Regions from separate parts of the Rattus norvegicus genome. Here region 1 is linked to region 2. The links are chromatin contacts, called in public Hi-C maps. All regions are on one chromosome and are shown on one strand. The core of a region is the stretch at or near the end of the contact, and the rest is flanking DNA. Distances in the headings are between cores, read along the strand shown.

The links. A called contact is a pair of places that touch in the nucleus more often than the background predicts.
Region 1: a contact with region 2 is called in a Hi-C map of the A7r5 cell line, with 5 times the contacts expected there. The contact joins the enhancer-like site here to the promoter of Aig1 in region 2. A contact is called at or near these places in 4 of 12 Hi-C or Micro-C datasets (the A7r5 cell line, frontal cortex, kidney and 1 more).

Annotation. Positions count from the first base shown.
Region 1 is chr1:10,421,594-10,425,284 of GRCr8, reverse strand. No RefSeq gene overlaps it. Among named protein-coding and RNA genes, the nearest start is that of Trnaa-agc27, 50 kb to the left of the region's middle. Within about 2 kb of position 2,229, at least 7 of the 93 cell types and tissues checked have an H3K27ac peak or open chromatin away from gene starts, as enhancers often do.
Region 2 is chr1:10,086,919-10,090,483 of GRCr8, reverse strand. Aig1 (androgen-induced 1) reads left to right here and starts at 1,401. Exons shown (of 6, transcript NM_001134425.1): 1 at 1,401-1,567. The coding sequence starts at 1,427.

The sequences.
Region 1 (3,691 bases), core at 980-3,479, 330 kb before region 2:
CAATGAGCCAAGAACACAGTTTAGCTTGTTCCCTTCTTCAGAGTTTAAGCCCATTTTTTCATTGGGTAAAATTTTCATGGCTGTAAATAAGCGCTGTGCCCACCAGGAGTCCACTTTCTCCAATGTGGTCATTTCTATTGCTTCATGGGAAAAGGCGAAGCTTTCAGTGTCTAATCTAGGTCTCATGTATGGCCAAGAAGAAAGGAAAGACCATTCCAACCCAGGCATCAAAGAAGGTTTAGAGAGGTATAAGAAAGAGGGCCTGAGCAGAGCTCAGTAAAGAAAGCGCTTGCCTCACAAACGTGAAGACATGACTTCTGTCCCCTGATCGACCGGCGTGAAAAGTACAGCACCATGTATACTTGTAGTCACAGCGCTGGGGACAAGGCGACAGAAACTGTCTGAGGCTCGATAGCCAGCCAGCCTCAACTGTTCTGTGAGTTCCAGACCAGCGTTGGCCCATCACAAAAACAAGTGGAGCTGCCCAGAAATGACACTAGAGGATGACCTCTGGACACCACAAACACACACACACACAAGCATGAGTTGTGATGGTGGTGTCATAGACCACCGGAAGCTAGGCAGTCAACCCTGTAGTGGGAGACAATACAGTGAGAGATACAGTCTTGATTACAGCAACAGAACTCTGTGGTAAAACATAATGTCTTTTGAAAGTCCTTTTGCAAGTATCAGAAATCTAGCCAAATAAACCCAATCAATGAATAGGAAATTATTGGAAAGACTACTGAGTCACCCTCAGAACCCCAGCAGCATGAAGGACACCCAAATCTATGCAAATCGTATTTTATTTTATTTTTCCTTTTTGACCGCATATCCTGGCTTGTCTTGATTCTCTTAGCAGATAGCCTCCTTACCTCCAAACTCCATGCCCGATACAGATACTCACCTCAACTCAACTCTCTTAAGTCCGGTTATAATTCCTAAGAGGAAAATAGTGCTCACCCTATGCTGCCCAAGGGGGTCCCTGATGCAACCCATGACCACGGTGGTTGGATTTTGGCATGCCTGGTTACTTGGGATTTCCTTTGTGGAGAAAGGAATGGTTCTTGGAGGAAAGTGGTATCAAAGGTTTGGCAGGAGCTCCAAAAGTTGGTTACATAAATCTACCGGAAGTTCTGCTGGTGTATTTTAATCCCAGTGTCGGTATGAATGAAGAGATGTAAATAAACAGCACAGTTCTGAATAATAGGACCAGTTTAAGAGACACTACAGCAGTGGTTCTCAACCTGTGGGCTGTGACTCCTTTGGGGATCAAATGGCTGTTTCATAGGACTATCAGAAAATGTACATGTTGACCTTATCATTAATAACAGTAGCAAAATTATGGTTATAACATATCGATGAAAATAACTTTATGGTTGTGGGTCACCACAACATGAGGAGCTGTATTAAACGAGCACAGCATTGGGAAGGTTGAGAACCCCTGCTCTAGAATCTCAGCCGTGAGGATGGCATCAGAAGAGGAGGCACTGACCACAACAGATGCGAAACATCTCCCAGGACAATGTGCCCTGGGTAAAGTCTGAAGAATCCAGAGCTCCTTTGCGGGAGTGGCCATTTAGAGTTTCCATAAACGCCACACGTGTGCAAGCGTGGGCTGCTGCCTTTAAAGAGAAGCTGGGCGTGGAGCTTCAGAGCAGCTAAGCAAGACCTGACAGTTCCAGAGCCATGGAAGGAAATGTCTGTGCTCAAGACATTCCCAGTATTATGAATCAATTCACCAAGTATTTACCAACCGGCCTCCTTTATGCTTAGTGCTATTCGATATTGTGTTTAGTCAGGGATCTGAGACAAAAGGGCCACCCTGGACTATTATAGAAAGTCCCTTCAGGGCTGTAAATGGAGGCGAATGCCAGGACATTTTCCCAACCTCCTTGCAGCCACCCTGCTAAAACCCTGAGAAGCATGCGTTCCCTCCCCCACCCTCCTGCCTGCCTGCCAGGGTTTCCAGATTTCTTCTGCTTTGCAGTTGCGTCAAAGCCGTGCTCGACTCCAATCCTCACAGAAGGCATAAATTAACATTTTATTATGTGTACTTGTTAGGGTCTCTTAAAGTAGACATGCAAATTTGAGGCTCCCGTAATAAATTAGGGCATACCCAAATTAACTGAAAATAAACCGGGTTGCCCTGGCCAAGGCCTCGGAAGACTGGTCCCTGCCAAGCAACCCAAGGGCGGATACTTACCTCAACTCCTGTTCCCCAGTTGTTGACCCTGGCCTCTGGCCATTTCCTTCTCTGTGTGGTACCCTGGTCTTCTCTGCGCAGATGCTATCAGCTTACATGACTCCTGATGGGCTTTTTTAACAAGGGTTGGTTTCTGGTAAGCCTATTACAGGTCTCTGAGGTCTCAAGCAAGCAATAGAGAGAAAGAGAGAAATAAAGGTTTTGAGTTTCCATCACACATTTGGACAGTTTTGTCTGCCACGACCTTCCACATGGACCCACTATGCTGAGGCTACACTTTGATTGGTTATTGCTACAATGGGGCTTTAATGTTGCAGCTGACAGCCTGGAAAACCTTCAGGTCAAGAGCCTGGGGCCACAGAGTGCTTGGTGTGTTTTGATGTATCGATGGTGGGGAAGTGAGCAGAAAAATTAAGGGGCACCTGATGCGCCCCTCACAGCTCCACCAGCACCCCTGTTTTGTCGTTGTTATTGCTGTTCTTTGCTTGCTTGCTTGTCTGTTTGTTTTTGCATACTTTTAGAGAATAGAACAAAAGGTGTTGTGGGTGTAACTCTCTAGGGATCATGGGTGGACAAGGCCACACAAATAAAGAAGACACAGCAGTTTGGAACTGGAAAACTTCAAGGTTCATGGTGTTAGAGCCTTGGGACTAGTGGGATGCAGAGCGGTTAGGAGGAAAGGCCTGGCAGGAAAATTTACATCTTATGTTATGTTGGGGTGCTCTTAAAGGAGACTGTGAAGCCCAGTCCCTTCCTCTTTCTCTCTTTTATGCCCTAGTCATAAAATGAGCAGCTTGTACTTTAAGCAAGGCACCCATTTGCTTCCTTGACACATGTCCAAAAGAAATGGAGCTAAATGACCATGGGCTGAAACCTCCAACATCATGGCCCCAAATAAACCTTTTCTCTTCATAAGTTAATTACCTTAAGTATTTGCTACAGCAGTGGAATAACACAAGGGGGTTGAGGAATTAATATCATGTGGCTATTTCCCCCTAATTAAAACATTTTCTCCTAGAAGGAGGCTTCTTAAGACTTAGGGTAAGCAAACTCTATGTCTCAGAAAGTTCCTGAAACTTACAAGATTCCTAAAGCCTCTCTCCAGTCTTATAAAAGTAGTAAGAATTCAGGAAAGAAGAGATGCACTACTAGTCACGCCACCCACGTGTCTTGCAGGGAGCTCTGGAGGTTTGTCTGCCACTTGTCATTGTCCACACTCGGGTAAAGCTTTTGATAATGTAGCTAGCTGCCTTTCAGTCATCAATGCCCCTGTCCAGAGCTCCTTCTCCATCTACCTCTATGTAACTTCAATAAATCATTGGTTTCCTAAGCCATGCTTGAGTGGAGTCATTCCTTCTGCCTATCATCTCCGTGTGGCATGAATTCCCATCTGTTCCCATCTCCCCAGGAAAAGTCACACTACAAGCATTCATGATTGAAGGGAAATTCTAGTTCTAATGCTGTGGGCAAGGGGAGCTGAAATCC
Region 2 (3,565 bases), core at 152-2,651:
ACACGCGCGCGCGCGCGCGCAAATAGAGCCAGTTCAAACATGAAGAGTGTCTAAATTCTGAAGGAAGAATTGCTTTTATGCTAGTAACATCATCATCCTGTGATTTCGGTTTCTTTCAGCATAATTATGTCAGTTAAAAGGATCTAGCGGCTCTCTTCCCTAGTGGAGTGGAAAAACCTACAAGCCGGACTACAGTCCTTGCTTGCTTCTCTACACTTCTGAGACTATGCTTTTCCCTAGACCTTCCCACCACACCCTCTGACTCAGACACTATTTGAGGGGGACACCTGTTTCGAATGGATCCACAGGAAATGCCCATGTGGTCTCCTCATAACCGGACCCTTTATCTGGTTGGTTGAAACATGATCATGATATAAAGCAAAACAAAAAAACCCACAGACTGTTGCAACTTCCCTGTGACAACACTTACTGGAAGGCTGAGGGAATCCAGTTTATATTTACTTTCCTCCCATTCAGCTCTGGTGCTGTAGTAGAAGGGGGGAAATGTCGAAGTGCAAAAGGAATTTTAACTCCGAAAGATTTGTGTTAAATCACACATGCGTGGGTGAGATTTACATCCTCCGGGTGGTTTGGCTTTCAAAAGGAATGCTGTCTCTGTAGCAGTCATGGAAATCAGCACAGATTTCTATTTATAAAACCTGCCCTGGTCAGTAGCTGGTCAAGGAGCTTGCTGTCAAGCCTCATGACCCAAGTTCGATGGAGGGGACTCACACCAGCTGTCTTCCGGCCTCCACACTTCTCCTGTGGTTACATGCGTGTGTAACCCCCACCCCTCCAACCCCAAAACGTAACAAAAAAAGTTTAAAAAGAATTTGTTCAATGCTTGTGTTGCATCTACTGGTACATACTGATAAAGTAATAAAGCCGTGTGGAATTTATAAGGGGTTTCACTGTCATAAATGCTCATTAACGTTACAGCCTTTACTGAAACCCAAGTAATGGGTGTCCCTGGAGGGGGACTGTGTGCGGCATTACCCGCTCAGATCCCATCTGGTAACACGGTAGCGAGCATCTCCCTGCTGCCCAGCGGGATGCCGGATCAGGACCGGTTCGGTCCAGTCCTTCCCGTCTGGCACCTCAGTTGCTCCGGAGGCGATCCCACGGTGGAGACCCGGGGGTAGACCTCGCGGACCGCCTAGGGGGCGCCCGGCCGGGACTGCGAGCGCGGCGGTAGAATGACGCAGATGACGCCAGAGATGACACCAGGCCGCCAGCCCGCGTCGGCCGCACTCCCGCCCCGCCCGCGCAGGTCGCCGGTGCGCTCGGCACCGCTGCTGTCCCCGGGGACGCGCCCCGCCTCCTGCGTTCCGCCCTTCCCCGCGCCGCGCCCCGGTTCCCACGGCGCCGGGCACAGCGAAGCAGCTTTTCTGCCCTCCCCACGAGCAGCCCGGCAGGCCGCGCGAACATGGCGCTTGTCCCCTGCCAGGTGCTGAGGGTAGCCATCCTGCTGTCCTATTGCTCCATCCTGTGTAACTACAAGGCCATCGAAATGCCCTCGCATCAGACCTACGGGGGGAGCTGGAAATTCCTGACCTTCATTGATCTGGTAAGGCCGTGGGCTGCACCGTGTGCGTGTGTGTGTGTGTGTGTGTGTGTGCGCGTGTGTGTGCGTGCGTGCGTGTGTGTGTGTGTGTGTGTGTGTGTGTGTGTGTGTGTGTGAGTGACCATGGGAGCACCAACGCGTGCTCCAACAGCCGTGCTGGGCTCCTGTGAAGGCCTAAATGCTCTTCTCACCTTTACCTCTAAGAGGTAACCCGGCAAGAGGAGTGCCTCACCAGAAGCCTCTGTTGGCCTTCATCATGAGTGCCCTCAGGCTCATTCTCCACTGAAGTGTTTTCCAGAGCCACCTGCGAAGGTAAACTTGCAGTATCCAAAGGAGACCTGAGTATTGTCTGGTTCCATGGAGCAAGGCTTAGAAACACCCAAACACACCTCCTTCTGAAGGAGAGAAATCACCCAATCAAACTCTCGCACATGCTTTGCTGCCCACTGTCAACAGCGTGCTTATAACTCTTTTTTTCTCTAGAAACACTTGAGAGTGCAGTTCACCGTGTGGCTCCACTTGGCAAGCACTGAACTGAACTCCTAGCCTTCCACAGTGAAAGTTTGTAGTTTGCATAATCATCCGTTCTGTTGGCACATGATAATTTTAAATAGGAGCCGACGACTGTAATTATTATTTTTAAGTTCTTAGACCTTGGGTACCGGAAGTACTCCTGCAGATAATCAGAGGGTCGGCACAATGCCTAGGAATGACTCAAGGTAGACGTAGAACTTTGAAAAGCCACCAAGACCAAGTCGTAAATACACTCAAATGGTATCAAACCAGGGCCGTGTATGGAAACAGGAGCAATATAAGATCACAGAGAATAATATACGAACAACTCCCAGAAGGCTAAAACTCTGAGATTATGGGTAAGATTGGCACAGCCACGAAGTTGGCACAAATTTTCTTGACCCTCTATTCTAACAAATTCAAACCTATTCGAAGATCTTTCCAGAGGTATAAAGAGATGCTTTCAAAAGACCTATCTGGAACATACAAGATATACATACCTGTCCCCACCTGCCTCTCGGCACAAGGCTAAAGGTATTGCTTGAGTTGGGCTTTTCAACTTCTTATTGGCATTAACTTCCCTCTGAACATATGGATTCCCTACCAGTATTTTTCTTCTTCCTACTGCTTGTCCACCTGAGGAGAGCATGAGGGCTTTGCTCTCAGCACCTTGTAGCCTTTAGGTAGATGACCATCCAGGATTACGTTCCCGGATGGGCCAATTGGCTAGTCAGTGGCTTTGCCAGACGTGTGGTAGAGCAAGCAGATGTTTGCACACTGAGAGTCTACCCAATCTTCAGTAGCCCCAAAAGTCTGATAATTATGCACAGAAAGCATGGAGGGTACGGACGAGGCACCGGCAATCATGTGTCTTCTGAAGAGTGAACTTAAGTTAATGATGTTCACGTGCCATTAAAAAAAATGTGCCTAGGTCTTCAGAGTCCTTTAGGGTGCAATGAGAGCGGAACTCTCTTTGCATCAAGGCCTCTCTTCTCATTCCCCAGTCAGCTCTTCCCTTGAGCTGGCCCGTCTGAGTAAGAGCAAGGATGGAACCATAGCTTTTATGAACGCCATTCCTCTGTGCCTTCGCCTTTCGCAGCTTTTGTGGGAGAGCGGAGAACAGGTCATTGGGTGAGAGGTCATTAGGAACTGGGAGTGTTTGTCAGCTCAAGGCAGGGTTGCTGCCTTACGCAACTGGCATTGCGTATTATGGATTAGAAAAAAACGAGGCTCACGAGAAACAATCTCCCTCCCACGAACCCTCACGTGACTTGAGACAGTAGCAGTCAGTTTGACGGGCTGTCGTGCGTTTTCTATTTTGGTGTGCAGTTTTTGGACCCTTTTATTTATTTTTTTTATAGCACTTAACTACACAGATTTTCTTTTGGTAGCCCAGTATTAAACTCAGGATCGAGACTTCGTTTCACACTTACGTTTTAGCCCTCTGTTTATCTAGAGTCTTAATCCAGTCATTCAAACTTGTCACGG